Regions from separate parts of the Mus musculus genome. Here region 1 is linked to region 2. A link is a contact called in public HiChIP or PLAC-seq data. All regions are on one chromosome and are shown on one strand. The core of a region is the stretch at or near the end of the contact, and the rest is flanking DNA. Distances in the headings are between cores, read along the strand shown. Region 1 has its middle 8.7 kb from the start of Gm22154. Region 2 holds the start of Nt5c1a (5'-nucleotidase, cytosolic IA).

Evidence for each region. HiChIP or PLAC-seq counts read pairs in DNA pulled down with a chosen protein or histone mark.
Region 1: an H3K27ac HiChIP or PLAC-seq map of embryonic stem cells shows a contact between it and region 2, with 5 read pairs. The contact joins the enhancer-like site here to the promoter of Nt5c1a in region 2. A contact is called at or near these places in 8 of 39 promoter capture datasets (the 3T3-L1 cell line, cranial neural crest, embryonic stem cells and 4 more), 2 of 15 datasets of contacts at CTCF or cohesin (the NIH/3T3 cell line and embryonic stem cells), 3 of 484 Hi-C or Micro-C datasets (the HL-1 cell line and embryonic stem cells), 1 of 115 datasets of contacts at active chromatin or transcription factors (embryonic stem cells) and 2 of 9 other capture datasets (adipose tissue and liver).

Annotation. Positions count from the first base shown.
Region 1 is chr4:123,299,066-123,304,653 of GRCm38.p6, forward strand. No RefSeq gene overlaps it. Among named protein-coding and RNA genes, the nearest start is that of Gm22154, 8.7 kb to the left of the region's middle. Within about 2 kb of position 2,201, at least 11 of the 459 cell types and tissues checked have an H3K27ac peak or open chromatin away from gene starts, as enhancers often do. A contact at or near this core is called in embryonic stem cells, where this site is marked.
Region 2 is chr4:123,199,439-123,204,497 of GRCm38.p6, forward strand. Nt5c1a (5'-nucleotidase, cytosolic IA) reads left to right here and starts at 2,047. Exons shown (of 6, transcript NM_001085502.2): 1 at 2,047-2,245. The coding sequence starts at 2,120.

The sequences.
Region 1 (5,588 bases), core at 951-3,450, 100 kb after region 2:
CTTTTCTTTATTTTTAGGATGTAATTGGGCTAGCAAGCATGTGGTAATTTAAATGGGTTGGGGTGGAGCTTGCCTGGCATGTACCAAGCCCCTGGGCTCCTGGCCAGCATCTGTGATCCCAGCTGGAGTCAGAATGACCAGGAATTACAGGGCAGTAATGCCCAGTGAGTTTGGAGCCAACCCAACCCAAGCATGAAAAGAGTGAACTGTGAATTGAGTTGTCCTAGAATGCGCTCTGCATACCATGGCAGAATCTTTATACTTGAATGTAGAATGCTAACACCAGGAAAGTCCAGGATCTGTGGGGTCGCTGCAAACCCTAGGGACAGGGTAGGATTTGCTAGCCCATTGGCCAAAGCCTCCGTCCTCTTCACTGGAGTAAAGTTCGGTTGCCTCCTGCTTACGTCAGCGTGCAGTTGGCCAGTTTCTGCAGCAAGGCTTCTGCTCTGGGGAAATGCTCAGGAGTCCCATGATATCAGAGTCCCAAGTGCTGGCCACGGTCAGCTGCCTTCCTATCTTCCAGCCAAGCCTGCCTTAGGGCTATGGGTAGTTTCCCATAAGAATTGGTCTCCTTTTAAGTAACAGGTCCAAAAGCCCAAACTGTAAGGTTTTGGGGGTTTTTAAAAAGTGTCCATGTAGCCAGGCATGGTGGCACAAGCCTTTAAATCCCAGCACTCGGGAGGCAGAGGCAGGCAGATTTCTGAGTTCAAGGCCAGCCTGGTCTACAAAGTGAGTTGCAGGACAGCCAGAGCTATATAGAGAAACCCTGTCTCGGAAAAAAGTGTCCATGTGGATACTCTTGGGTCCAAAGACTGCAGGAGCTGGAATTAGAGGCAATTGAGGATTCTGACTCTGATCTCTGGAGAAACAATCTGCTCCTGAGTTTCTAGCCAGTCTTAATATTTCTGGACACATTGAGGCTTAAAACCATCTTAACTCCAGGGGTTCTCAGACCTCTGCCCCTCCTTGGGCACCTTCACTTGTGAACGTACACAGCTACAGTTATATCTTAAAGATGGGGGTTGATAGAGGAAAATCACCTGATCTTTGACCTCTGTCACTCAGAGACCACACAAGTGATCGGTAGGCTACAGGCTTGGCAGGGATGTGGCGGGTGGGGGTGCTTTTAAAAGGTTATCAGAAGGGGCTGGCGAGATGGCTCACTGACTGCTCTTCAGAAGGTCCTGAGCTCAAATCCCAGCAGCCACGTGGTGGCTCACAACCATCTGTAATGAGATCTGACGCCCTCTTCTGGTGCATCTGAAGTCAGCTACAGTGTACTTATGTATAATAAATCTTTGGGCTGGAGTGAGCAGGGACTGAGCAAGCAGGTTTGACCAGAGCAAGCAGAGGTCCTAAAAATTCAATTCCCAACCACCACATGAAGGCTCATAGCTATCTGTACAGCTGCTGTGTACTCAACATAAAATCTTTTTTTAAAAAAAGGTCATCAGAGGTTTGGTTGCATTTCTGCAAAGTAGGTTTTACTGAGCAAAAAGATTGCAGTGTTGTAGGACTGTCCTCTTGGAGCCTGCAGGGGAGGCTGTTTCTTCCCCAGCTTCTAAGGCTTATGTCATTTGCATGTGGCCCCTTAGTCTTTAAACCTGGCAGTGGGCAGGTGAGTCTCCCTGAGCCTGCCTGAGTTTGGTTGTGTTCAGTTTGCCCCAGCTCTGCATTTGGGTACTGTGCAGTACTGTACAGTGCAGTTGAGTCACTGTGACTCCCGGAAGCTTAGGACTGAGATCTGTCTTCGGGCCTTGTAGCAGCTGGTCTAACTACTGAGTTTCCCCCAGAGAACACTCGAATACTCTGACCCAGTGTTTCCTCTTGTCTCTGATCAGCATTTTCTTGCTTTGCTGACATTCAACTCTTAGGCATATAATTTCCTTCCTATACCTATGGGTAATCGGGCTTTTTGGATACACGTTTGTGTAGCTAGTACATGTACATAAGGGAATAAGATTATTTTCCACTCAGCACCAGTCGAAAGGAAACAGTAAATGCCCCATTTACTCTTAAATTCTTAAATTTAAGAATTTTAAATTTTTTACCGGATGCTTAATGACTCTTACACAAAACAGAGGAATGTAAACACAAAGACTGGCCGGAACTGGGCAATAAAACAACTGAGACAAAGTCAGCTCTATCTAAGGTCAGCTGTAGTCTTAGAAGCCAGGTGTGAGGTCTTTACACTCCTAGGGCAAGGGCTTCCACACCCAAGTCATGGTTCTAGTTAGGGAGTTCCGTTCTAGCTAACCATCTCATGAATAATGCAATACTCTAAAGCCACAGCCCAATCTACTTCCTAAACCATTGTAAATTCCTGTATATGACTTGGCTTTTATTCTAAGTGATAGTGTAGTACCAGAGGCTATTCTGAATGTCACTGAACAGGCAACATTCTTCCTGAATTCCAAGCCCATGCTCAGCTCAAGGACTTTCTAGGACGTTGGAACACTGGTGAAGGCTTAGCTATGTCAGAATTCAATCTTAAAAGGCACTTATAATAAGATAATACTAAAAGAGAGCACGTGGATCCATACACCAGACTAACTCGGGAATAGGGTATGAGTATATGGGTTAATAAGAACGCCAAAACTCCAGGAGGTGAGCTTCCGTGAAACTCTTTGCCTCATGAGCGCTTCCAGGCCTCACAGCCTGTCAAGCTGACTTGACCAGAGTGCGTCCCTTGAGGCAGTACATGGAGTGGACTCAGAAATATCTGCTGTCACTTGGTAGGGCAAAGTTATCAGGCTTCATTTTTGAGATTATTTTTCCCCCTCACAGGGTCTCACTGTTGTAACCTGAAACTTAAGATTCTCCTGCCTTAGCCGGGGGCGTGTGCCTTTAATTCCAGCACTCGGGAGGCAGAGGCAGGCGGATTTCTGAGTTTGAGGCCAGCCTGGTCTACAGAGTGAGTTCCAGGACAGCCAGGACTACACAGAGAAACCCTGTCGGAAAAAAAAAAAGAAAAAAAAAAAAAAGTGATTCTCCTGCCTCAGCCTGTCTGATGCTGAGATCACAAGGCCTACATCATTATGCTTGCCTTTCAGTCTTGTTATTAATAATAGTGAGAGCGTCTCATCCGGTAGCCGTGGCTGTATGGAACTTGTGATCCATAGGAAAGCCTGACCCTGACCCGGAAGGCGCTGCCTCCTGAGTGCTGGGATTAAAGGTGTGTGACACTGCCCATCTTATTTATTTACTTATTGTTGGTTTTTCAAGACAGGATTTCTCCGTGTAGCCTTGGCTGTCTCAGAACTCACTTTGTAGATCAGGCTGGCCTCGAACTCACAGATCCTGAGTACTAAGATTAAAAGCACTTGCTACCACTTTTTTTCTTTTTTTAAATAAAGACTACCTTCCACCTACTGTAAAACCAGGCTAGAGAGCTGACTCGGTGGTTAAGAGCACTCGTTGCATCAGAGGGCATGGATTTGATTCCCATCACCCACATGGTGGCTCACACATTCTGTCATTTCACTTCTAGGGTATCTAATACCTTCTGACCTCTGTGGGCACCAATAACACAAGTGGTAGGTAGACATACATGCAGGCAAAACAAAAACACCTGTCCGCACACTAAAGATTGAAAACCACGCCAGGAATTCTACAGTGAAATTGCTTCTGCTTCTCACCCCCTCCAGCTCATGGTAGGCCTGCCTGGTTTCTTTATGCTTTTCATCACTGGAATAAAGTCCAGGACAGGAGCGACTCAGGAGGAAGGGATCTCTGTTTCTCACCGCAGGGAAGGCATGCTCATGGTGCAGGAGCACCCGATAGGCAGAACCAGGGGCAGGCGTCACCTTCAAAGGCGACTCAGTATGGCGGAGTCCTCATAACCTAAAGATTCCCCCCACAACCATGCAAACCGTATTAACCGATCCTGGCAAATCCTTAGGTTTGGTTTTGTTCTTTTCAGATACAGATATTCTTTTTGAACTTTTGTTCTTTCGTGTAGCGGCTTCTGGAATTCAGTCAGCATCAGGTCTTGGCTTCCTTGCCCTTTCCTAGTCCATGGGTAGACTGACTATCACCGATTCACCCAGGGCCCTGTGCATGGCCTTGCAGGCAGTGGCTGTTCTAACAACGCACATTTAGAGGTATATTTAGCCAGAACTCCCCCGAGAAGCTCCTGATACCAGCTGGACATAGGATTCTAGCTGTCACCCAGTGAGTTTATCAGGCTTCCTTACAGGGCATAGGTGATGCATTACTGACATGAGGTGGCCTCAGACAGCTGCAAGAGAGAACATAACAAGAATGGATGGTTTCCCCACAGCCATAGAGGTGGAGTGTCCCCCTCCCCTCTGATAACCACTTTTCCCAAGCTCCCCAACTCCTGAGACCCTGAGTCCACAAGCCACATGCAATTAGGGCAGAATTGCATACAAATGGTGTGTGTGTGTGTGTGTGTGTGTGTGTGTGTGTGTGTGAGAGAGAGAGAGAGAGAGAGAGAGTTAATCTTCATGAGGGTGGCCTTGAAATGATCTTCCAAGTCCGCTCCAGATTGAAGGTGATTGACTCTTGCAGCTGATTTGATAATAAATCAGAGGGAGGTCATAACACATCCTACAGCAGTCTTCAGGGTAAATTCCTAGAATTAGAATTACTGGATCAAATTACTGCAAAGACACAGGCTATAGTGGTCCATGCTTTTAATCCCAGCATCTAGAGGAAGAGGCAGGTGGATCTCATTTTGAGACCAGTTTGGTCTACATAGTGAGTTCCAAGTCAGCCAGGGATACATAGACCCTATCTCAAACAAAAAGATTTATTTTTAGTTATCTGTGCTGTGTGTATACATGTTAGTGAGTGTGGGTGCCGAGGAGGCCAGAAGAGGGCGTCCGCGCCTCTGGAGCTGGGGTTACATGCTATAACTTTACTCTGCTTTTGGTACTCACTGTGTAGATTAATTGGTCCCAAACTAGCAGGAATCCTCCTGCCCCAGCCTCTCAAGTATTTTAGGTATATGTGGTGGTTTGAACAGGTTTGACCCCCAAAGACTCATGTATTTGAATGCCCATGGGGAGTGGCACTATTAGGAGCCATGGCCTTGTTAGAGTAGGTATGGCCTTGGAGGAAGTGTGTCACTGTGGGGGAGGGCTTTGCAGTCTCCTATGCTCAAGCTCTGCCCAGTGTAGAGTCCAGTGTCTCCTCCAGCACCACATCTGCCTGCATGCTGCCATGCTTCCAGCCATGATGATAATGGATCTATAAGCCAGTCCCAAAGAATTGTTTTCCTTTTTATGAGCTGCCTTGGTCATGGTGTCTCTTCACAGTAATAAAACCCTACCTACGGCAGTGTGCCACCACCATCTTTAAAGCATTTAAAACTTTTTATTTTATTTGATACTGTGTGTGTGTGTGTGTGTGTGTGTTTGTGTGTGTAAGCAAGTGAGTGCAGATGCCTCCACAGGCCAGTGGTATCCAATCCCAGCACCACTGGGGTTACAGGTGGTTCTGAGCCATCTGATATGGGTACTGAGAATCAAACTCAATCCTCAGCAAGAACGTTATATGCTCTTACCTGCTGACCCATCTCTCCAGCCCCTTTCCAGCTTAACAGTTTAGTGCCCATGTTGGAG
Region 2 (5,059 bases), core at 797-3,296:
CAGAAAGAACCCCGTGGGAAACTGAGCTAACTTACATTTCCAGGACCCCAGCCCCGCTGCAGGGAGTAATCACCCCACTTCTCAACCATTCAGCCTTTAAAAAGAGAAAGTCATGGAAATCGGGAGAGAGCCACAATAGCCAGGGCTTACGGAGCTGTGACCAGAGGCAGCACCCTCGGGGCAAGGCTTCACTCACGGGGTCCTCTGTCCGTCCGTTCGTCCCCATATTCTACCTGGTGGTCACCTCAGTTGGCTCACAAAGACTTCTCTGCTCACATCCCTCTGTTTGAGGTGGAGTTTGACCACTCTGCAGGGGCTCATTTAGGTGGACGTCTAACACTTCATAACACCCACTGTCTTGCCTGAGGCTGACACCCAACCCCACATTCTAAAGAAAGGGAAATTTGACTTTCCCAGGTCATCCTTTCAAGCCAGCCACACAGATCCAAATTGCTGGGGATGGATTCCCTTTTATGTAAGCAAATCTCTCTCTCTCTCTCTCTCTCTCTCTCTCTCTCTCTCTCTCTCTCTCTCTCTCATACACACACACACACACCCCAATCCATCCAAATCTGGAAACATCTGAACTTACTTTACCAATCTTATTATTTTTTAACTTCCCCTCTCATTTACCCAAATCTACGCTACTGCTTTTCCAGTGGAGATATCTCTGTTCACTCCAGATAAAGGGTGGTACCCAAAGGCTCGGCTTACTGAGCTGGTGAGTTCACTGGGGTTACTAACATGTGTGTGGGTGAGGGTTATTTACAGGAATCTGAGCAACTCTGGAAACTGCATCACCAAAAAGCCCAGCACGGGTGCTGACTCAGGAAAACTGAAACACTGGAGTTCCCTGTGTGACCTGAGGGCAGCTACACCACCAAAGGTGCCCTTCCTCTCCCAACAGCGGGTAACTTTGATATCTGTATAACTAGGCAGGGACCCCAAATCTTTAGAATTCTCTAGGCTCCCCGAATCTTTTGAGTTTCTTGGGCCTCAGAGCCTCCCAGGAGGGAGTGTTTCGATCAGGAGGAAATAACTACAGTACAAAGTTTACTTGGTTCCTTCTAGACATGGTGGAGGCTGGACAGAGCTCCACTCTGTCCCAGGGGTCTCAGGCAAAGGAACCTCACCACCACCACCACCACCACCACCACCACCACCACCACCACCACCACCACCCGTCAGCTAAACCAATGTTTTTCAGGCATCTCCAATCCATGTCGGAGAGATGGCTCTGCCTTGAGGCAGATAATTCAGAGCTCTGCACCAGCGTGAAAAATACCCTGAAATTCCAAAATGCTAGGCTAAAATCCTTTGGGTTCTAGACTCCATTCCTCCCTTCCTTTCCTCACAACTGTAACCATCTCAAGTTCAGCGCGCGGGACTTGAAAATGCACGCCCCCTGCTGGCCAACAGGGGAGCCGACATGAATCCAGTCCCTTGGAATCACTCTTGACTGTGTCGCCCATTAGGCGAGCATAACATCGCCTTAGATTCAAGAGCCCCTTCGCCTGTGTAAGAACTGTGTCCCACACTTTCCCCTACACGCAATGAGGCTTCCTGTTCATGAACCAGGCTGTCCATCCAACACTTCCCTGGGTCCAAGGATAGACTGGAATGTGGAGAAAGGCGACGGATCACGCAGGGTCCAATGCTGGCATCTGATAGGGGTAGGAGACCTGTTAGTTTGGAGGAGCGCTTACTATTCATTTTCTGGTTTGGGCATTATCGTGTTAGGAGGGGAAAATGTTAGGCTTCCTCCTCTCTCGGTGCCCTTGAACTTCATCCCCGCAACCCCGAAGCCGCAGTACTCCACAAGCCTGGCTCCACTCGGCCTGCTCCAGAAAGCAGACTGCACCTGCTCCCCATTTGCTTCAGACCCGGGTCGGTCGAGGAATCAGAGTTCCCCTAAATGCCAAGAGGGCGGCTCGGACCTGACGGTCCCCCCCACCCCCCACCCCCGGCGGGCGGGGCAGGCTCACTCGCACTCCCTCCCGGCCCTGCCCGCCTGCCTCTCCCACCCGGGACGCGCCTCCCTCCCTCAGCCCGGTGCCGAGAGCTCCGCGTCTCCACTGCTGTCTTCTCCCGCCGGGCCGGATAGAATCCGAGTCGGAGCATGGAACCAGGGCAGCCCCGGGAGGCCCGCGAACCCGGGCCAGGGGCAGAGACCGCCGCGGTACCGCGCTGGGAGGAAGCCAAGACTTTCTATGACAACCTCTCGTCCAAGAAGAAACCCAAATCGGTAAAAGTAGGGCTTGGATTTGGGGGGACACGGGAAGGGCCATTTCTAGGGACGGGTCTCAAGCCCTTTGGAAAGGGCCTCGTGGAACCCCTCCCGAAGGTGACAAGGCTCCTCCGCCCCAGAATGTGCCCAGCAGTTGGCTGGGGCTCCAGTTTATTTTGGGAGCTCTGCTATAGTGGCAGTGCCTCCGCACCCCCTCCCCCCAATCCCGGGCTCAGGTTCTACTCCAGAATACCCCTCCCCCATGCTGTCATCAGGGGCCTATCCCCTCCGGCGCTGGCAACCTGAACGCGCGGACTGCACTTGTTGGCAGAGCTGGTCAGCAACCCGGGAGCAGCGCCCTGGGCTCCGTAACTCCTAACTCGACTCTGGGAACCCGGTTGCTCGCTGGGCTCTCAGGTCTCCTCCATCTGTGCAGTCAGTTCAGCTTCCTGGCCCAAGCCTCGGCGTTTGGGCTCTAACTGAATACCCAGACCCCGGGGGATCAGGTCACTCTCCCTGCATCTTAAAGGAACGATTACTTGCTCTAGGCTCAGGGCTTTGCTCCCAGGCTCTGGAGCTCCCAGCGCTGGGCTTTGCACCTTAGACATTGCTTCTGATCTCAGTGGTGGCATCAACCATTTGCAACTTCACACAGAGGCAAGCATTCCTCTTCCTCTGTTAGGAAAGTTCATGATACCTTAGCGTTGTTCACGCCTCTCCGCCTTAGACCCAGGAACTTGGGCAAGGGATTGAGAATAGAAAGGGACCCAAAGGCGTTACACAAGGACTTCCAGTCCGACCTTAAAGCATTCCACTGCTTCACTACAACGACTTTACCCAGGAGGCTACCCCATCCACAGTCACCTCTAGGCCTTGGCTCATCCTGGTGACAGAGATATTAAGTGTGGTCTGCCTGTCTCAGGAGTTTGGAGTGTGACCACGGAGGCTCTAGAGATGGTGGATTCTCAGGTAAAAGATCCTACATGCTGTGGGAGCACTGGGGGGGAGGGGGTGACTGCCACTGAGAAGGCTTTGGGATAATGACTTTTGAGCTGATCTTAAAGCTTCAGTGGGTGGGATCTCCTGGGAGGGTGGGAGGGGCAGAGGAGTGAGTGAAAAGCAAGAAGCTGTCTTTGAAGCTCAAGAACTTGTTCAGAATTCACACTTAGACATGCAGGATCATTGGGGAAAGTGTTACAAGGACTCAAAAGGCTCCCAGGCAAGGGACCCCTCTGACTGAGTACCTTGTGAAAGGGCCAGAACCTTATTTAACGGGGCTGAGGCTTTCACGCTGGGTTCTGTGGAACCCTGTGTCTCAAGCAGTCTTCAGACCTGTGAATCCTTTCTTTTAGAAAGAGTACTTTAAATATTTGAAAATAAAGCAGCTCTTCCCATGTTCAAGTATTTGGGGGTGCAAACTGGACTCTCTCAGAACTGTGCAGAAACATAAAAATAAATTGGCTGGATACTGAAACTTCTTGTGTCTATGGTGGCGACCTAACCCCTGCTTTCAAACATATTGTCACCTAAACTGCTGGGGTTTTCTTGTTGTTGTTTTGTTTGTATGTTTGTTTTAAGATGTATTTATTTCATGTATGTGGTTACACTGTTGCTGTCTTCAGACACACCAGAAGAGGGCGTCGGATCCCATTATAGATGGTTGTGAGCCACCATGTGGTTGCTGGGAATTGAACTCAGGACCTCCGGAAGATCAGTCAGGGCTCTTAACTACTGAGCCATCTCTCCAGTTCCCAAGGTGTTGTTTTATTGATTAGTTTTGCAACAAATGCACTCATATAGATGTATAGATATAAGAGCTGAATTGTAAAAGAGATGTATAGCAGTTATATCCTTGGTTTACACATGGCGGGGGGGGGGGGAGTTCTGCCTAAGAATTCATTTGACTAAATGGTCAACCTACCTTTAAAAATATCAGCATCATAATGGAACTGTTGCAGGATCTTTATTATTATTATTATTATTATTATTACTTATCAGGGATTAATTTGGTTCCACTTTCATTTTATGAAAATCACACTGGGCTGTTTATCGGGTGGATTGAAAAGGGCGGGTCTGGCAGCAGTCTTGCTAATGAGATAGCAAAGCTGGACAAATAATGTCTGGTCCCGGGGATGGGGAGGAGAGCCTGCTGGAAAACAGGAGAGAACCTTCATTGTTCAAAAATCCACTTCCTCCCTGAGCATCAGAGAACCAGGCCATGATCAGTCATGTCCCCCCATTGGCCTTGAACCCTGGTCTGATTAGGTGAAGTTCCCAGCTCCTGTCTTTCCTGCCATAGCCCCTCCTCCCATGGGCTATTTTGGGGGTTGTAAGCCTCATGGGCCCCATCGGGGCCTGGCCTGGCCTCATTATCATTCCCAAGAGCTTAAGTAAAATATTTAACCTAGTGAAGACCATCAGAGACCCTCATCTCTTGGGGTCAGGGGCCTTCACCCAGAGCTATCCTGTCCTCGTCTCTCCCATCCCTCCTGTGTCCTTCCAGAAATAACAGCTTCTTTGGCTACATTCCTATCTTGAGTGCAATAGACAGATTGTTGGTCTAAGTAGGAGCTCCGCAGGCAGGCCAGTGGGGCTGAGCTGCTCTCTATTCATTCTTCCACCCTCATCCCCAAGCCGTAGCGATCAGCCTAAATCCCAGAGAGCTGGCAAGATCATGGCTCCCTGCAGCTCAGTACTCCCAAGCTGAGACCCTGGTTGTTCTGACCCAATCCCTAGCCTGGAATGGACTTTCTGATTGGGGTGCACACATAACTTGGATGCTAAGAAACCTGGACAAGCACAAGAGGGTTAGTCTACAAGGGCTCAGCTTCT